Regions from separate parts of the Mus musculus genome. Here all the other regions are linked to region 2. A link is a contact called in public Hi-C and HiChIP or PLAC-seq data. All regions are on one chromosome and are shown on one strand. The core of a region is the stretch at or near the end of the contact, and the rest is flanking DNA. Distances in the headings are between cores, read along the strand shown.

Evidence for each region. Hi-C and Micro-C count contacts between places; a contact is called where the count stands out from the background. HiChIP or PLAC-seq counts read pairs in DNA pulled down with a chosen protein or histone mark.
Region 1: a Hi-C map of the CH12 cell line shows a contact between it and region 2, with 4 times the contacts expected there. The contact joins the enhancer-like site here to the promoter of Chst7 in region 2. A contact is called at or near these places in 8 of 39 promoter capture datasets (3T3-L1-derived adipocytes, the C10 cell line, embryonic stem cells and 2 more), 1 of 15 datasets of contacts at CTCF or cohesin (large pre-B cells), 7 of 484 Hi-C or Micro-C datasets (the CH12 cell line, bone marrow-derived macrophages, cerebellum and 3 more), 8 of 115 datasets of contacts at active chromatin or transcription factors (bone marrow-derived dendritic cells, bone marrow-derived macrophages, embryonic forebrain and 3 more) and 2 of 9 other capture datasets (embryonic stem cells and macrophages).
Region 3: an H3K4me3 HiChIP or PLAC-seq map of neural progenitor cells shows a contact between it and region 2, with 6 times the contacts expected there. The contact joins the promoter of Rp2 here to the promoter of Chst7 in region 2. A contact is called at or near these places in 15 of 39 promoter capture datasets (the 3T3-L1 cell line, the C10 cell line, cranial neural crest and 8 more), 1 of 484 Hi-C or Micro-C datasets (cortical neurons), 7 of 115 datasets of contacts at active chromatin or transcription factors (astrocytes, bone marrow-derived macrophages, cardiomyocytes and 4 more) and 2 of 9 other capture datasets (liver and macrophages).

Annotation. Positions count from the first base shown.
Region 1 is chrX:20,334,271-20,337,201 of GRCm38.p6, forward strand. No RefSeq gene overlaps it. Among named protein-coding and RNA genes, the nearest start is that of Rp2, 29 kb to the right of the region's middle. Within about 2 kb of position 1,386, at least 1 of the 459 cell types and tissues checked has an H3K27ac peak or open chromatin away from gene starts, as enhancers often do. A contact at or near this core is called in the CH12 cell line, where this site is marked.
Region 2 is chrX:20,058,275-20,060,974 of GRCm38.p6, forward strand. It overlaps Chst7 (carbohydrate (N-acetylglucosamino) sulfotransferase 7), which reads left to right and starts at 1,296. Exons shown (of 2, transcript NM_021715.1): 1 at 1,296-2,700. The coding sequence starts at 1,442.
Region 3 is chrX:20,363,210-20,365,983 of GRCm38.p6, forward strand. It overlaps Rp2 (retinitis pigmentosa 2 homolog), which reads left to right and starts at 1,272. Exons shown (of 5, transcript NM_133669.5): 1 at 1,272-1,619. The coding sequence starts at 1,527.

The sequences.
Region 1 (2,931 bases), core at 136-2,635, 280 kb after region 2:
AACAGTAAAAAAAAAAAAAAATTGAGAGCTACCTACCACTTCCAAGGGGAAACAAATGGATCAAGTAGATGATGAGCCCCAGGTTCATCCTTTTCTCTTCCAGCCACCCAGCATCTGCCCTTGTTATCCCAGGCACCTCCCACCTTTCTACCAAGTCTTCACATACTTTATCCACCTCTACCACAGACAACCCTTTCATTCCATACGCTAGTTAAGAGAATCTCAAAAGGTAATGAATTTCCACAAGGGAGCTATGTAAATTGCAATGTACCATCCAAATGTGAGGTATTTCTATTAGTTTTATCCTAACTTGGACTCATATCCTGTACCAACACATTCCCTAGAATGGCTTATACTGCCTTAACGAACAGAACAGATGCAATATACTTAGGAAAAAAATCCCTAAATATTGGAGAAATGTGTCTGGCATAGCGTTCATAGTGATGAGCATTTAACTACAGAGTTGAGTCATATTGAATATATTCACATGATTGTGCAACTATCACCATCATCCATCTCTAGAACTTTTTGATCATAAAAAACCCACATATTCTGCACTTACTTAAAATTAATTTCCCATTCTCCTGCCCTATAATCACCATCAACCACAATTCTATCTTTTTCTCTACGAATTTAACTACTCTAGCATGCCTATCCTCTGAGAGGCTCTACCAACAGCTGACTGACAGAAATACAGGTACTCACAGCCAAGTATTATACAGAGGTCAGGGCCCCTATTGGAAGGGTTAGGGGAAAGATTGAAAGCCTTAAAGTGGATGGCAACTCCACAGGAAGACCAACAGTGTCAACTAACCTGGACCCCTGGGAGCTCACAGAGACTGAGCCACAAACCAAAGAACATACACATGCCGTTCTGAGCCACCAACCTCCCTCCCCCACACACTTATATGTAGCAGAAGATTGCCTTGTCTGGCCTCAGTGGGAGAGGATGCGCTTAATCCTGTAGGGACTTGATGCACCAGGATAGGAGGATACGGGGGGGGGGGGGGGGCGGGGGGACTCTATCAGAGGTGAAGGGGAGGGGGGATAGGATGGGGGTAACATTTGGGATATTAATAAATAAAATAACTAATTAAAAAGATACTATCTTCAGCATACATGCATGTTATAGCAAGTGTCCAGAATTCCCTTCCCCATTAAGGCAACTAAAGTATCATTATATGAATATACTACATATTATGCATATGAGCAAATGTTCATGGACATTTATGTCACTTTCACTTATCCTTAGACTTTAAAAATCAGTGCCACCAGCAACCCATCCAGAAAGCAATGGCCTCCACCCCTTCTGATCTACTTCCTACTCTGTACTGTTATTTGAGTGTCACAACATAAGCCCCACCTTCTCTCCTTGTCCTGTGCCTTCCTCCTTGCCTTGGGCATGGCTTCACTCTTCTAACACCCTTCCCAGCTTAATCTTCCACACACCCCTGCTACCTGCCAATCACTCCAACTCCTGAGCCCTTGGTTTTACACATTGAGCTCTCATTCTAAGCTTCTAAAGGACCCTGTCGTTTTTATTCTTGCCAAGAAACGAACTATATTCTCTATCAACCTTCCAGATACTGGTTCTTAAGCCCACAGCCCCAGGTTACAGCCAGGCTTGGAGCTTTAAATTCCTCTGATATGGCTCCCTCCTGCCACCTGCTGGCCACAAACACCAATGGGATTGTTTTCTATTCAAAGGAAATCCTTCTCATTTTAATGCTTCTGACCTTAGTGACATTTCCATTACAGAATGTGACATTCCACTGTGTAATTAAATTTTTCCTTACAATATCTTCACTCTCCTGTTTTTAAAAGAAGATCTTTTAGAAAACCCATGTGTGAGTCACAGAGATTCTCATCAGACTTGGCAGAAGATAAAGAAAAAAAAATCCACTCTGTACTTGGACACTTCAATTTGCAAAATGGTAAGGGTCTCACTATATACATTACTTCTCAAAAGCTTTCTGAGAGCAGTCATGTTATAGTCCAGATGAATAATCTTCCTAGTTTGATTTCTTTTGCTATGATAAAGACCATGACCAATAACAACTTGGAGAGGAAAAGAGGGTTTATTGGGCTCGCAGGCACCAGTCACAGTCCATTCTCAGGGAAACCAAGGCAGGAACTCAAGAGGGTGAGGTACCTAGAGGCAGGAACTGAAGCAAAGGCCATGGAGGGGTGCTGCTTACTAACATGTTTCCCATGGCTTTGTTCAGCCTGCTTTCTGATCACACACCCATGGGTGACACCACTCTCAGTAGCTGAGGCCAGCTTGATTTACATAGCAAATTCCAGGCCAGCAAGGACTACATAGTGAAACCTTATTTTTAAAAAATAGATTTGAGGCAGGGCAGTGGTGGCACATGCCTTTAATCCCAGCACTTGGGAGGCAGAGGCAGGCCTGAGTTCGATTTCTGAGTTCAAGGCCAGACTGGTCTACAGAGTGAGTTCCAGGACACAGATAAACCCTGTCTCAGAAAAAAAATAGATTTGGGGACTTGAAGATATTATGGTTTGGATTTGTAATGTCCCCTATAAGCCATTTATTAAAGGCATGGTCAACAGTCTGTGGTGCTCTTAGGGCACGGTAGAACCTTTAAGGAATGTGGCTTTCTCAGAGGAAGTTAGGTCATTGTGGGTGTGCCTATGAAAGAGATTCCAGCCACCTCTTGTGCGTCTATTTTGCTTCTCAGTCACCATCTACCATGCACTCCCATTAAGATTTACTGTGCTACCACACAGGCCAAAAGAAACAGGTCAAAGTGACAGCCCTTGCTTAGCATGTATGAGGTTGCATCCCAGCACCACAAAAACATCAGCATATGTTTAGTACTTGCATATGGAAAAAAACAGGCAAATCAACCCATGCAATGTCAGGTGAATGTCTTTGTTGTTCTTTTGCTTTGTTTTTATTTGTATTGG
Region 2 (2,700 bases), core at 46-2,545:
AAGGAGATTAATACATAAGTGAGTGAATGTTACTGATGGAAAATGAAGAGGTTCAACATGGTTTCTTCTGACAAAAAAGTAGCAAGTAATGACACTGTTGGGAAAGGAGTGCAGTGGTACCCCTGGTTGGAGAAGAGCAGAGAATTTTGAATAGTCCTAGAGGCTTGAGATTTGGAATTGACAGGATGTCTGAGGTTAATGGTGTTAAATTTCTCTTGGTGTAAACATGTCCTTTATGGAATGTTTTGCAATTGTGTTTGTGGGTTTGGGAAAGAATGGCTTTTCTAGGGGAGTAATGAATGACAGAAGGCAAGGAAGTTTAGTTTATTGCCATGAGTGTTATTAAAATAATGGCACAGGACCAGTAAGATGGCTCAGTGAGAGCACTTGCCTAGAGCTGATCCTAGCAACCTGAGTTCAATCGCCAGTCTCCAGGACATGCAAGATGAGAGAAGAGAACCAACTCCCTCATGTTGTCCTCTGACCTCCATACATGTGCACACACAGGCACACAGGCACGCACGCACACACACACACACACACACACACACACACACACGAATATAATTTGAGAGAGAGAGAGAGAGAGAGAGAATTGCCCATAGTCTTTTAGATGAACACGAAGATTTGAGAAAAATGTAAAGGGAGTGGGCAAGGTGGATCAGAAATAAAGAATATATATACAAGTGGCTGGAAAGTGTGAGAATTGTGGGCAAGAAACAATGATTGACAAATACAAAATAAATAGTTTTCATATATAAGGAATACAAGAGAAGGGCTGGAGAATTAGTTCAGTGATTAAGACCACTTACTGGAGACCCAAGTTTGGTTTGAAACACCTATAGCTCTGATTACACCCATCTGCAACTCTTGTTTCTGGTGATCCAGTGCCCTCTTCTGGATTCTGCTGGGACCAAAACAGGAAGAAAAAAAGTGTCATTCTCCAGGTGGGGAATCATGTCCAGTCACTGGATGCCTTCTGTACACATTGTGACTCTCCCTTGCCTGAAGTTGGTTGGTTAGCAAACTTAAATTCGTTTTGAAGGAGTTAGGGAAAGGTGGAGTACACTCAGTGCACCCCAGAGGGTGTCCCTGCCCTGTGGCAGCCCTGTCCAGCTCTAGCCCGGCGTTGAGCAAACCCAGGAGCAGAGCGTAAGTGGGCGGGGAGAAGTTTCGGGTACCATGGGCAGGGCCTGCAGCTGCTGAACCGGCCAATGAGCGCTCTCAAGAGGCTGAGCCAAGAAGGAGGCTGAGTGTGCCGCCACCACTGCCTCCCAAGTTTCCTGTAGTGGATACACCGCCCGGCTGCTCCACTCCGCTCCACCCAACATTGAGGGAGACCCGAAGAGGCCGGAGCCGAGGACTTTGGGCTGGGTTTTCTGGACAGAACCAGCAGGCGCCTACTCTGCTCTGGGTGGGGAGAGTGAGGATTCGGTGAACTATGAAGGGCCGGCGGCGGCGGCGCCGAGAGTATTGCAAGTTCACGCTGCTCTTGGCGCTGTACACGCTTTTGCTACTTCTTGTCCCCTCTGTACTGGACAGCCACAGCGAGCAGGACAAGGGCAGGAACTGCCCCGGCCTGCAGCGCAGCTTGGGTGTGTGGAGCCTGGAGGCGGCGGCGGCCGGGGAACGTGAGCAGGGCGCTGAGGTGCGGTCCCTGGCCGAAGGAAACCCGGATCGATCCCCCGGGTCCCCCGGCAACCTCAGCGCCGTCGGTGAGGCGGTGACCCAGGAAAAGCAACACATCTATGTGCATGCCACCTGGCGCACCGGCTCGTCCTTCTTGGGCGAACTCTTCAACCAGCACCCGGACGTTTTCTACTTGTACGAGCCCATGTGGCATCTGTGGCAGGCACTGTATCCGGGCGACGCGGAGAGCCTGCAGGGCGCACTAAGAGACATGCTGCGCTCCCTCTTCCGCTGTGATTTCTCTGTGCTGCGCCTGTACGCGCAGCCTGGGGACCCTGGGGAGCGAGCACCGGACTCGGCCAACCTCACCACGGCCATGCTTTTCCGCTGGCGGACCAACAAGGTCATCTGCTCGCCGCCTCTGTGCCCCGCCGCGCCCCGGGCACGCGCGGACGTGGGACTCGTCGAGGACAAAGCCTGCGAAAGTACCTGCCCGCCCGTTTCGCTCCGCGCCCTGGAGGCCGAGTGCCGCAAGTACCCGGTGGTGGTCATCAAAGACGTGCGGCTACTGGACCTGGGAGTGCTGGTCCCTCTGCTGCGTGACCCAGGCCTCAACCTAAAGGTGGTGCAACTCTTCCGAGACCCTCGGGCCGTGCACAACTCGCGCCTCAAGTCGAGGCAGGGACTGCTGCGCGAAAGCATCCAGGTGCTGCGCACGCGCCAGAGGGGCGACCACTTCCACCGGGTGCTGCTGGCGCATGGAGTGGATGCCCGTCCGGGAGGCCAGGCCCGGGCTCTGCCCTCGGCGCCACGCGCTGATTTCTTCTTAACCAGCGCGCTTGAGGTGATCTGTGAAGCGTGGCTTCGCGACCTGCTATTCACCCGCGGCGCGCCCGCCTGGCTGAGGCGTCGCTACCTGCGGCTGCGTTATGAGGACCTGGTGTGGCAGCCCCAAGCCCAGCTGCGCCGCCTGCTGCGCTTCTCTGGGTTGCGGACACTCGCCGCGCTTGATGCCTTCGCATTCAATATGACGCGGGGCTCGGCCTACGGCGCCGATCGTCCCTTCCACTT
Region 3 (2,774 bases), core at 22-2,521, 300 kb after region 2:
ATAGAACTTTGATCTGACTGAAGAAAAAGGCAGTAATGCACAGCTTTTATTGTCCAAGACCTGGAGCTTAACTTTCAGGTCATTTATAATTCTTAAGCACTGTACCCTTCTTCCTGGTTGTACAAAAAGGGCAGGAAGTGAAAGGAGGAACAATCTTAATGCCCAAATTGAGTCAGAGGCTCTTTTAGAATCTACATTAAATGTGATAGGTATGGTCAAGTAAAAAGATAAACAAATTTGAAAGTGCTAGTCTGCATTTGATGTCTTATCATGATGTTTTAATACTGTATCTCAGAGAAATCAACTTATTATGAAAGCAATACATGGGCATTGTACTCAAAGTCCACCCAAATACAACAAATGTTAATGATTGTGTATATTTTTATGTTTTCACGCGAACTTTGTACCATTTGCTTTGAACAGATCAGGTTGTTTATATGATAGGGTTTATATCCTCTATTAGACTTTGCACTGCTTGAGTTCCTAAAGCTCCTTTGTGGTGAGTCAACATGCCTCTCTTACCCTCTATAGTTGGACTACTGTCTTTTGGAAGAGATTGGAAAAAGGTTATATGTGCTTCTGTCATTGGATGCATAAGCTGAGAGATTCAAAGGTACATGCCTTTTTGTAATATCCTTTTGCTCCCAGATTCACTGTTCTAGTAAGGAGACAATACTAGGTTTTTATCCTAAATACTTGTCCAATTTTGGAGAGATAAGTGGAAGCTTTTAGACATCCCTCAAAGGATTGGAGAGATGGCTCAGTGTTTAAGATCATTTGCTCCTCTTGCAGAGGATCCAGGTTCGCTCCCTAGCACTTGCTTGATGGCTTACAACTATTAGTAACCAGGAGATTTGAGCCCTCTCCTGACCTCTACAGACACCAGACATGAACAGTTCGACCAGAAGCTTGTGGGTTCCCTAGAAAGGTACTGAAAGGGAGGAGTGAAGGACACAAATTTGTTTTACAAAATCAGCAAGATTTTTTTCCCTAGCAATTTTTGTCATAAAACAAGTCCACTACTCTGTATGGCATCCCCTCCAGAGCTTAAATTTTGGAAACTTTCGAAATTTGAGCACCGGGTCAGGAAAAGGTACTCAGCCCAATCAAACAGCAGCCAGCTAGCCCAGCCTAGTTCACTAGAGGGGAGAAGCTGGGGGTGGAGTAGGACCGACCTGGGGACGGGGCCCTCGGTGAGAGCACCTGAGCTGGCCAGCCCCCCGCTGACGTAGGATTGGTGAATGAATACTTTGGCCTGAGCTCATAGGAGCAGAGCAGCTTGCGAGGCATTGATTGGCTCAGAGGCTGCTGCCCGCTTATTGGTTGCCATAGGTCGTCACGGAGACCTAGGGGGTTGGGCGGAGAAGGGTGTTGGGCCTGGCGGGAGTGCTGAGGGTTCCTGGCGGCGGGGCTGCTCCCCTGGGCGGTGTCCGGGGAGCTGTTGGCCGAGTCACCCTGGCTTCCCGCCACCCTCTGAAAGGTGTCTGAGCGAGTGGGGTCCACTACCAAGACCCTTAGGCCGCACCATGGGCTGCTGCTTCACTAAGAGGAGGAAGAGTGAAAAGGCTGAGGGAGAGGAGGAGCAGCCCAAGCTGTACAGCTGGGACCAGCGGGAGAAGGTGATGTTTTGGGGATCCCTTGCTTTGGGCCCTCCTCGGCTGCCCTTTGCAGCAGATGAAAGCGGGCAGTTTGGCGGGTGGCCCACAACTGGCTTTCACTGGCGCGCACAGGCAGCTGAAGTCGCACGACTTTGGGGGCGGGATGTGAAGGGCCCAAAGGAGGCATAGAGTTAGTGGTCAGCCTAACTAGACTCCCAGGGCCTCTCTGTAGGCTCTGCACCCCGACTCCGGATTCTAGAAAGGACTCCAGGGAGGGAAAGAGCCAGGAAGGTGCTGAATCTCCAATCAGCTCATTTCACCAGCGTTGGCCAAAGGGGTTTGGTCCAGTGGTCGAATTACACACGCAAGACTGGTTCTCATCTTTTCTGCGGTTTGTATTCCCAAGCTGTTACTCTTTTGTCTGCTCTCCTCTGAAAATCGCTTTTGGTGCCTCTTGGTGTTACTCAGTTATTAAATGGACTGTTTCATGTCTACCTTTATTCTCGTCTTCCATTTATCAGAAAAGAATAATGAAAATTGAGGCAGTCTTGGAGTGTATTGTGTAAGGTGAAAGTACCCAACACAAACCAGGAAGTAGTTTATTATTGCAGCTTTATATGAACGAAAATGCCATATATATATATATGTACACACACACATACACACACACATATATACATATGTGTGTGTGTATATATATATATATATATATATATATATATATATATATATATATATATATATATATATATATATATATATATATATATATATCTCAAAAGGTTTGAAAAAGTCTCCTAATCTTGCACAAAACACACTTACTTAGGCATACATTTCACAATGGTTCCTCTTTCTACAAAGTTCTTCTTTTCTTCTTAGTGTAGTTGCTTTGTAAAACACTTAATAGACATCAATTATTATAGTTTCTCAAACAAAATAAGAACGCTTGTTCTTTTAAATGGGTGTCATGAACAGTTAACTATTGCTTAATGCAACAACTTTGACCAGAAGTACTAAAGTCTTGTTTTGTTATAACCAGTCATCCTGCATCCTTGTTTGGTATGACAAATCATCCTGCATCATTTCAAATCCCCAGCAGAATTTAGGCATTCATATAAATGACATTTTCAAAATGTTGGCTTTTAACAAATGGAAGCTGAATTCTCAGGCTCAGCT